2 separate regions of the Macaca mulatta genome follow, and region 1 is linked to region 2. The links are chromatin contacts, called in public Micro-C maps. All regions are on one chromosome and are shown on one strand. Each heading gives the region's core, a stretch centred on a gene start, on an enhancer-like site or on the middle of the called end of the contact. The rest is flanking DNA. Distances are from core to core; before and after follow the strand shown. Region 1 holds the start of PIK3C2B (phosphatidylinositol-4-phosphate 3-kinase catalytic subunit type 2 beta). Region 2 overlaps PIK3C2B (phosphatidylinositol-4-phosphate 3-kinase catalytic subunit type 2 beta).

Evidence for each region. Hi-C and Micro-C count contacts between places; a contact is called where the count stands out from the background.
Region 1: a Micro-C map of CD4 T cells shows a contact between it and region 2, with 15 times the contacts expected there. The contact joins the promoter of PIK3C2B here to the enhancer-like site in region 2. A contact is called at or near these places in 10 of 14 Hi-C or Micro-C datasets (CD4 T cells, blood, cortical neurons and 5 more).

What each region holds. Positions count from the first base shown.
Region 1 is chr1:62,237,009-62,242,108 of T2T-MMU8v2.0, reverse strand. PIK3C2B (phosphatidylinositol-4-phosphate 3-kinase catalytic subunit type 2 beta) reads left to right here and starts at 1,527. Exons shown (of 33, transcript XR_013418051.1): 1 at 1,527-1,981. It overlaps LOC144341277 (a long non-coding RNA gene), which reads right to left. Exons shown (of 3, transcript XR_013418147.1): 3 at 2,366-4,778.
Region 2 is chr1:62,199,215-62,204,572 of T2T-MMU8v2.0, reverse strand. PIK3C2B (phosphatidylinositol-4-phosphate 3-kinase catalytic subunit type 2 beta) reads left to right here. Exons shown (of 33, transcript XR_013418051.1): 9 at 1-125; 10 at 791-824; 11 at 1,792-1,987; 12 at 3,052-3,174. All of the region lies in intron 2 of LOC144341270 (a long non-coding RNA gene), which reads right to left. Among named protein-coding and RNA genes, the nearest start is that of PIK3C2B, 39 kb to the left of the region's middle. Within about 2 kb of position 3,927, at least 7 of the 40 cell types and tissues checked have an H3K27ac peak or open chromatin away from gene starts, as enhancers often do. A contact at or near this core is called in CD4 T cells and blood, where this site is marked.

The DNA of each region.
Region 1 (5,100 bases), core at 278-2,777, 40 kb before region 2:
TTTGTGCATAGCAGGTTCTCTGTCACCTACAGCAGCTAAACTTTTTGGCATGCCCTGGTTTCTCTTTACTCAATTTTTTCCTTACCAAAATGCATGATAAAGCCTGTGATCTGATCATCCACTCAGCTACCCAGGCCTACTTCCTGTTAGTTCTTTCCTTCAGACTTTTCACCCCAGCAGCATAGAACGACCAGTGACCCCTGTAACACTGCGTTCTCTCAGGCTCCTGAGCTTGACCTGATGATAGACACAGAGTAAGCTGTCATAAATATTTGTATGGTGAACAAGTGGTGAATACGTGCATGGACACATTTTTTAACCCCTGTGGCTCCTGAGATCAGGAGTAGCATCATATACATTATGACATATGTGTAGACCAAGCTGCCTTCAGTTAATTATCAAGATGTTTCACCTAGATTCTCTCCTTTGATCATTACGACAGCCCTCCGTGATAGGTGAGGACGCTACTCTTGATATTCAGAGGGTGAAGTGGACTACCCAGTCACAAGCATTGGGTACAGAAGGCACTGTAGGAGCAGAAAGGGGGGTGATCCCTTTCCTCCCCATCATAAGAGTCATAGCCAACACTTCTGTAACAAAAGACAAGTTAACAAGAGAAAAGTATAACAAATTTATTTAATCATGGTTTTACTTGAGAGGCTGAGAATCAGGTGTTAATCTTCATAGTCTGTCGAGAAAGAAAGAAGAAATGAGGGCAGTGGAGGAAAACACGATTCACGTTTTTAGGAAAATATACTTTTGAGATCAGTGATCGTTGGTACTATGCAAACGAAATGCAAAGGAGGATCTGGCCAACTCATAGTTTCTTTTGGGTGGAGCCTTTAGGAAAATTCTTCCAGAGACCACTGCTGGAAGAAAGGTATTTAGAGTAGAAAATTTAAATATAACATATTGTATGAAAGGTTTTTTTTTTTCCCCCCCACTACCCTAGTTGGGTTGAAGGATCTTCTATCTTCCCTCCCCACTTAGGCTGACTGCTGTTTTCTGGATCGCAGCTCGGAAGATCCACCTGGGCGAATACAAAAACAAACGAGACTCCCCTTCCAGAAAGGGAGGAAGGAAGGAGACAGAAAGACGAATGACACTGAGCGTGTAAAGCCCGGAGACAGCCTCTCTCTACCCCCACCTAACCCTCAAGGTAGGGGATCCCCCGAACATCGCTACCGTAATTATGGTAGAAATTCCTGAAGCGGATAACTAGACCTCAGCACCGTCATTTCTAGCAGAATGATTGCGCTTTCCTCTGACCCAAAGCCAAGGTTCCAGCAGGGGAAAGTAACGACCATCCGCAAAAACCCTCACCCAAGTGGGGAGTGGAAATCCTGGCTCTTGGGTTGCAGAGCACAACTTGACGCCAGCGCGTTTCTCTTCCCCCACGCAATGGCAAATGGGGAGGGAGTCGGAGGGGAGAGGAGGAGAGGAGAGGAGAGGAGAAGAGGAGGGGGAAGGGGAGGGGAGAGGCGAAGGACGGCCGGGGTTCCAGCAGCCGCCCCGCCCTCCGGCTCGCGGCGGATTCGGCGCTGCGGCTGGAGCCGGCGGCCGGGTGGCTGCCTGTCCAGGCAGGGTCTGGCCGAGCCTCGCTTCGCCGTGCAGTGCTTCTGGTGTCCGGGAGATGGCTTCCCCTCTCTCGCCCGCTGCTCCCGCTATTGTCTCACCCGGGGTGGCCTGACTCTGCGAGCTCGCGCACGCTCTCGGTGGAGAGCACCCCTCCCCACCCCCCCAAGCTGGTCCTTGCCCTCTTTGCTACCTCTCCCTCTGCCCCTTCGAGCCTAGGGTCTGTGCGGAGCCTGGAGAGGGCAGCGGCCCGGGAGCAGGCGGCGTGCGGCCGGCCAGCTCCTCTCGCGCTGGTGCAAGAGGCGCCTGGAGCCGCAGAGCGAGCCCGTGAGGCGCGGAGCGAGCAGCCCACGTCGCCGGGCACAAGACACGTCGGGTGTTGCAGCAGAGCCAGCAGCTAGCGCAGGTAGGACACGCACCCTGCGCGTAGCATCGGCCCCGGGGTCTGCAAAGTGCCCCCAGAGTGGAGGCAGCCGAGGTCAGGGGGCTCTCCCTCCAACATGGCAACAGCGGAGGTGCAACAATGGAAGCAGCCGAGGGTTCCTGGCGGCGGGCTGAGCGGCGTACGCCGTGGGAGCCTGAGCTCCTGCCCGCCGCGCAGAGCAGGTTGCCCCTCACCCCACCCCACCCCACTCCAGCAGCTTCAGGGCCTCTGGGGCTCCAGGCACCCGCGTCCCCACCCCCTTCTAGCTAAACACACTTCCTGGCTCCCAGCTGCAGGGCGATCTGAACCAGCCAATGGCTTTGGGGTTTGTTTATTTAAGATGAGAAAAAAAGCAAAACCTGTCCTGTGATGGGGTTAGTGCCTTCTGTGGACTGGGTGAGAAGTCGGCATTTGCCTGGGGAATGTGTACATTTCTTAGCCGGGCGGAGGGTAGAATTGGATTCTCCCTTATAAGGATACTGCAGCAGAAGGAGACTGAAAGCTTGAAAGAGGGAGAGGGACCCTCAGGCCTGAGTTCGCCGGTGCTGGGAGAAGGCGCTGCTCTCCTGGCCTATACTTGTCTCTCATTTTCAGCTCCCGACAGCGGTGACTTTGATGTTGGAGGAGCAATCGCAGCAGGAAGCGCAAGCAAGGCTGCCAAGCTGGTGTGGGGTGGAGTAGGGTGGGGATCCCAGGGGCTTGGCAGGCTCCTGGGTTGTGGGAAGAGGTTACCAAATGTATGAGGTTAGTGCACACACCCTAGTTGGCTGATGTTGAAGAGGGTGTGTGTGTGTGTGTGTGTGAGAGAGAGAGATCTGCCATTGCTCTTGCTCCTTCAGGCCTGCTTTCTCTTCATCTCCACCCGCTTCTGGGGTCTTCGTAGCTTCCCTGCCCCAGTCCTTCCAATCATGCGTGGGATGGAATCGCTGTATTGTCTCTGGCAGCCCTCTTGGGCTGTTTTTTCTCAACTCTGTTGGAGAGTTTTGTACCCTGGGCTGGCTGGTCCCAGCATGGCACCAGATTCTTTAGCAGGCAGCTACCCGGGCTCCGAGAAGTGGGCCAATGCTGCCCCTCCTCCGTGCTCTAAACTACCTATTTGGGATATGGCCAGGCAGATGTAAGCAATTTGCACTAAATTCCAATCCTGAATCAGTGCTGAATGAAAACTTACTCTGTTGCTGCATTAGGCCTTGGGAAGATATTAGGAAGAGAAATGGCCCAGCGGGTGGCAACGCCGACCCCAAAATACTTCCCTCTCCCCAACTCCAGCTGCCGATCCCAGAGCAGAGAGGCAGTGAGCCTTTGGAATCCCAGCTCCTCCAGAGTCTGGCGGTCCCATCTTGAGGTTGTGTCCACAGAAAAATTAAGTCGAGGCACATTTTATACCTCTGCTTGGCAACCAGCGTCTGAAGAGATGGTGGCTCTGTGCTGGAGCCCTAGACCCGGGCTGTGGCTACCTCTCCTTTGGCCTTTGGGAGAGCCTGAGGTTTGATTTCCATGGCTTTGAGCTTCCTGCTAAGTGTGTATAGCTGAATCTGATCAATCTCTCAGGCCTGGCTGCTTGTCCATTTCCTTCTCCACTGGAAGCATGAGTGAGAAAGGGCCAAGGGGTGTGCTGGGTGAGGAAGGGTCAGTTTATCTGGGGACTTGGGCTGTTTCTGGGGGAGCTCCTTTGAACTTCCTTGGTGGTCTGGAATGCCTTTGGTCTTTGTCATGACCTAGTATGCTCTGGCAGATACTCTATACCCTCGTGGGCCTTTGGTCCTCTCTTGGTGCTGTCCCCACTCCTGTTGCCTGGTGCTTTGCATCTGTATCATGTCTGTGGTCCTTCAGCCTGGATAGCCCTGCCTGGGCCAGTGGGTAGAAAAATGAGGAGGTCTGTGTTCCTTTTAGTGGCTTGTAACTAGCCGTAAGGTTCAGGCTCCTCATGTTCTCAGGATGTGAACTTGGACATCATAATGTGAAGTAGTAGAGAAAACAGTGTCTTGGTGTGACTTTCTTTTTAGCTGTGTGAGCACAGACAATTTGTGGACCTAAGATTTAGTTTGTTTATTTGTAAAATGGAGGTGGGGGAGTAGCCTTGGCTCACAGAATTGATAATCAAATACTGCTTACCAAGAACTAAACAAAATCATGTGTGCAAAAGTACCCCGAAAACTACAGAATACTTTACAAATGATTATTCATACTGGGTTTAGCCTTCCTCGTAAGGGAGGGAGAACTGTCAGGGATGGGGATAGGGTGGGATCTGAGGGCCACATGGAGCAAGGAATGTTTTGGGACCTTTTCTTTCCTGCTCAGGAAAGAGTAATGTGACAATACCAAGGTAACTGCTATATTCCTTGGGTATTTTTCTTTAAATAGTGTTGGCAGGATGGGAACTGGGAGAGAAGGAGAGGCTGCCTCATGATATTTGTAGGAATTGAGGAGGGATAAACACCTTCCAAAGACTGGCTACTGCCTATAGACAGGAGAACGCTGAGCTGGCAAGTAATGTAATCTCTAACACTCACTGATGTCAGCCAGCTAGTACATGATAGAGGTGGAATTTGAAGCAAGCAGTCTCACTCCATACCCTGTGCTCATAGCCTCAGTGCTACTCAGAGAAATATTGGGTCTTGGGAGAACAGAAAGGAACAGTAAAATTGTGGAGTTCATTCTTTTTGTTTGTTTTTGAGACAGGGTCTCTCCCTGTTGCCTAGGCTGGAGTGCAGTGGGCTGAAATGATCCTTCAACCTCAGCTCCCACCCTGAGTAGCTGGGACTACAGGCATGCACCACTGTATGTGGCTAATTTTTAAATTTTTTTGTAGAGATGGAGTCTCAGTATGTTGCCCAGGCTGGTCTCAAAGGAACCTCCTGCCTTGGCCTCCCAAAGTATTAGGATTATAGGCATAAGCCACTGTGTCCAGCCTCAGAATTCGTTTTTTTTTTTTTTTTTTTTTTTTTAGACAGTTTCGCTCTGTCACCTAGACTGGAGTACAGTGGTGCCATCTCGGCTCACTGCAACCTCCATCTCCCAGGTTCAAGGGATTCTCATGGCTCAGCCTCCTGAGTAGCTGGGATTACAGGTGTGTGTCACCATGCCTGGCTAATTTTTTG
Region 2 (5,358 bases), core at 2,678-5,177:
ACAGGGTGGTCCAGTCCGTCAAGGCCATCTGCAACGCCCTGGCCGCCGTGGAAACCCCTGAGATCACCAATGCTCTCAACCAGCTGCCCCCCTGCCCCTCCCGCATGCAGCCTAAAATTCAGAAGGTAAAGGGGCCCACGGTGCTAGGAGGGGGAAGGAGGAGAGGGATACTGCCAGGTAACTGAGTTGTCTGTTGCTAGGGTGTGTAGGTGTTCACTCACTAAAAAGGGGCTTCTCTCCACCTCCACCTTTTATGTTTAAGGAATTCAACCACAAGAGCTCTTCAAAAATGGATGCCAAGTGTGTCCCCTCTTCCTGAGCTTGAGGGAGAGCTACCTGGGACTGCTTGCTGAGAGCCCAGGCCAGTAAAGGCTTTATTCACAGTCACCAAGGCATTGCCTGACAGTCCGCATATCCATCAGGGCGCAAAAACAAACCAGGAGGAAAATCTCTCTAGAGCCAGGGGCTCCGGGACTCCAGCACGGGCTGTGTGCTCTGCAGACAGGGCCAGCACCACAGACGCTGTGATCTGCAGCCGAGTAGCCTGAGGGTTGGGATCTCTCAGAAGGGTGGACACGATGATTGCTATCCTCCGTCAGCTCACTCTGTCCATCACACAGATCTGGTACAAACCATTACTCTATCCTCTCTGGGGATTCTCAGCTCCTCACATTTCAGCCCATTCTGGTCCAGATGAGTGCAGCTGTGAAAAGCCCTTCTTCCAGCTGTGACGAAAAAGGCCATGGCCCTGAAGCTCCCCTCCCTCTTCTTTTTCCCCCCCACAAAACAGGATCCCAGCGTCTTGGCTGTGAGGGAAAACCGAGGTAAGGGAACTGCTCTCCATCTTCATCCAGTCGGGCTGCCGAAAACTGCAGTCTCTGCCCAGATTCCTTTTTCTGCCTGGCCCCCTTGATTTATGTGTCGGAGTTTGGCTGGTGTGTCTGTGTGTGTGTGTGTGTGTGTGTGTTCCTATATGAGGTGTGGACACAGCTGGAGAGCACATTTCTTTCCACAAAGTGTTTTCTCATTATTTTTCCTAGTCATTCCTCCTGGTGTCCCTGGGAGATGGTGATGAGGGTGTAGAAGTGTGGGAGTGGGGTGGCGGGGCAGCGCTAGCCCTGTGATCCAGATGGGAAGCCTCCTACTTTGGTAGATTGTGATTATTCTCCCATCGGCTCACACTTCCTACCTTTCCAATTTAGAATGGGCCTTGCAAGAGGATGAGAAAGAATTTTCCCTACAATTTTTCTAGGATTCCCCTGTCGTGCCCTTGAAGCTGAACTTTGCCCTAAGACCGACCTATATCCCTGGGATTCCTTTGTTTTGTTTTTGTTTTTTGTTTTGGCATCCCTGGGATTCTTATGGTGATTCCCAGTCTTTTGGATTTCATAGACCAGTAAAATGTCCCCCAAAGTATCTGGGGGACCAAGAGAGAATTGGCAGCCTTTTACTTGGCCAAACTTTTTTGACTTTTGCTTTTTTGAAGCAACTGACTATAATTATTAACATTGTTTCCTAAAAGAAAGGACATTTTAATGCTAAATAGCAATAAGTAAAAATAAGGATTATGTTTAACATTGTATAACTGTGGTTTTATGAAAAGCTCATGACATGCTTCTGCTTTTTTCTCATTTCACTGCAGATGGGTGAACTTTGTCACAGCTATTAGAGACTGACTAGCATTTGGGGACCACTTTGTCTTAGGCCATCCTATTCTAGCCAGTGCCCTGGCAATAAGGTAGGGCTTGAGGAGGCCTCATGACTTTCCTTTCTGACCCCTTCCCTTCCCAGAGAAGGTCGTGGAAGCCCTGACCGCTGCCATCTTGGACCTGGTGGAGCTGTACTGCAACACATTCAATGCAGACTTCCAGACGGCAGTGCCCGGGAGCCGCAAGCATGACCTGGTCCAGGAGGCCTGCCATTTCTCCAGGGCCCTGGCCTTCACTGTCTATGCCACCCACCGCATCCCCATCATCTGGGCTACCAGGTGAGCCCAGGGCTGAGCAGCCACTAGGGAGCAAGCTGAGTTTGACCTCCACCAGGGCTTTTTCCTATCTGCATGTAATACCACTGTCCTAAGTCTTAGGATGTGTGGCATTGTGTGACATTGTGGTGCAATGGGGCTGCAGGGGTGAGCCAAGTGTCTGAGGAAGACCTGGGCTGGGGATATCCCAGAGGAGAGAGGAGGTCCCTTAGGAGATGAAGAAGATGCTGTTATTCCCTCTTGGTGCTGGCTGCCTCTGCATCCCTGCCCCCTCCAGAGCCAGGACCAGTGGAAGGAGACGTGGCAACAGATGGCGGATTCCCAGATAGAGTGCACGCTCCCTGGCCAGTGGGAGGGGGCAGGGAGGTGGGATTGACCCTTTGTCTGGGGTTCTCTAGGCCTGCAGGGGTGGGTGGAGGAGGATGTTCTTTTGGTAAAATCCTCAGCTCCTCTGTTGGGTCCCCAGCATCCAAGGCCTGAGGGAATAGGCACTGGGCCCTACCCCGCCCCTGCTGGTCCCCTTTCCCCAACCCCCTTCCCCTTCTCTCTTTGTTCCTCACTTAATGTATTCCTCTGGGCGATTGGCAGAGAACAAAGGAGGCAGCCTGGGAAACCGGGGCCTTCTCTGACCTCTTCTGTCAGGCACCTGTCATGAGCCACAGGGACCCCCGTGTGTTGGCATTCACGTCAGCATATGTCGTCTTCCTCCCCCACCCTTCTCACTTGCGCATGCACGTGCACACACACACATGCACGCACACACAGACACTCGATGGGCTGGAGCTTTCTATAAGGAGGCTGGGTGGCCGGTTCCCATTAAAGAAAGAAAAACCACAAGGCTCAGCATGGAGCCTAAAACCGAGCAGAGGAACTCAGATTAAGTTGCTTTGGCCTGAGCACATTTCCTTACATCCAGTTTGGCTGTCCTATCCAGAAATCCCGTGTTATAGCCCTCAGAGACTGGGAATTTTACCAGGGGAAATGGATTTTGGCCTTAGAGGGATGCATAGGTTTGGGTGATTGGTTTTGGGAGCTGGGTGTCCTGACCTGCTCCCTTTCTTTTGTAGCTATGAAGATTTCTACCTCTCCTGTTCCCTCAGCCATGGCGGCAAGGAGCTGTGCAGCCCCCTGCAGACCCGAAGAGCTCACTTCTCCAAGTACCTCTTCCACCTCATCATCTGGGACCAGCAGTAAGCCCTTCCCCCAGGCTCCAGTGCCCAGGTCACTGCAGACCTACTCAGCCTCTGAAATATCCCTGGGGCCAGATAACTACTCCAGGACTAACGATAAAACCAGGCTTCCTTGTTAACCCTAATTGGACAAGTCATTCAACCTCTTGAGTCTCCACTGCCCTGACTTTTTTTTTTTTTTTTTTTTGAGATGGAGTCTTGCTCTGTCGCCCAGGCTGGACTGCAGTGGCGCGATCTCAGCTCACTGCAAGCTCTGCCTCCCAGGTTCACGCCATTCTCCTGCCTCAGCCTCCCAAGTAGCTGGGACTACAGGCGCCCGCCACCACGCCCTGCTAATTTTTTGTACTTTTAGCAGAGATGGGGTTTCACCGTGTTAGCCAGGATGGTCTCGATCTCCTGATCTTGTGATCCGCCCGCCTCAGCCTCCCAGAGTGCTGGGATTACAGGCGTGAGCCGCTGTGCCCGGCCTCCACTTCCCTGACTCTGAAATGGGGCCAAGTATAATTACCACCTCTCAAGTTGTCATGAGGATCCAATGAGAAGTATCTATAAAGGCTCTTTGTAAACCATAAAAAACTTATAAATGTTAGTTGTTAATTTTAATAATACTTCATTTTTTGATCTTGTCTCCCTTAAAGAGTTTAACTAGTTGGAGGGCTTCTCATCCTCTCCCACTTCCCTCAGTTCCTGTAGACTCTGGAGAGGAGACTGTGCTCTTCCCTTTATATAGAGAGAAGGGAGGGTTGTCTAGAGAAGGAGTATTGAGCTTGGATTCCCAGGAGTGAGCCTCTATTTCTAACTCTGTCTTGAGTACTACTTTCTATTCTTTCTGTGCCTCATTTTCTCAAACTGAGAAATGGGGACATTTGTTTCACTCAGAAGCAGTTATGGCATTGAGATGAGATAGGTGGGTTATAAATATAAATATGAAACCAAAAGCACACAGTAGTATTAATCACCACGTGTAAACAATAATTTGGTGTCGGGAAGGTAGGCGTCAGCCAAGCAAAGCAGGAAGGAAACGGAGGAGAGGGTGCCTTGCTTGAATGGGGGCACCGCAGGGGTTTTCCTGCCCTGTGCGTCGTCTGTGCTGTGCTCTACCTTCCTTCCAGTCAGTCAGAAAATCCCCTGCTTGCTGCCCCCAGCTTTGCTTCCCCACACGAGTCCTCATTTGCAGAGCAGCTCGGCAACCTAAGTATTTGGAGCACAGATTAAAGAGACTGAGGAGGGTCCTGGGGAGGCCGAGGATGTAAAATAGGTAGATGAAAAATCTGGAGATGCTGGAAGGGGTGGGTCATTTTACTGATGGACAACTGGGAAAATGGACCCTTTCTCATGCCCTTCACACTTAGGTAATTCTTAGAGCAATAAAGGTGTATATGGCTGGGCATCATGGCTCACACCTGTAGTCACTGTACTTTGAGAGGCCAAGGCAGGACGATCGCTTGAGCCCAGGAATTTGAGACCAGCCTGGGCAACACAAAGAGGCCTTATCTCTACTAAAAAATTATTTTAAAGGAGCCGAGTGTGGTGGCATGCATCTGTAGTCCTAGCTACTTAGGAGGCTGAGGTGGGAGAGTCACTTGGGCCTGGGAGGTCGAGGCCGCAGTGAGCCATGATCACACCACTGCATTCACTCTAGGCTGGGCAACAGAGTGAGACCCTATCTTTAAAAAAAAAAAAAAAAGGTGGGGGGGGCGTGCATAAAAGGTCCTTAAGCAAACAACTGCCAGGACAGGAGAAACTCCTTGCAGGCAGAGGATAGCTGCATTAACTGGCCCTTGAGTTCCACCATTCCTTTGGGATTTTTTGGTCACAATTACTGCTGCTGTCAAGAGAAGGGGTGCCAGCCTGGGCAACAAGGGAGATCCAATTTCTACAAAAAATACAAACAATTAGCCGAGTGTGGTGGCATACACCCGTGGTCCCAGCTACTTAGGAGGCTGAGGTGGGAGAATCACTTGAGCCTGGGAGGTGAAGGCTGCAGTGAGCATCCAGCCTGGGCAACAGAGCAAGACCCTGTCTCAAAAAAAAAAAAAAAAAAAAAAAGGGGGGTGCTGTAGTCTTCTGGCCCAGGAGGACTTTAAAAAATTGGCCTTAAATCCTTTTCTCATACAGTATCAGAGGTATAGAGGCAGCCTAGCCTGCGCCATGAGTTTCATTTTGTCCCCTGAGATCCCTACT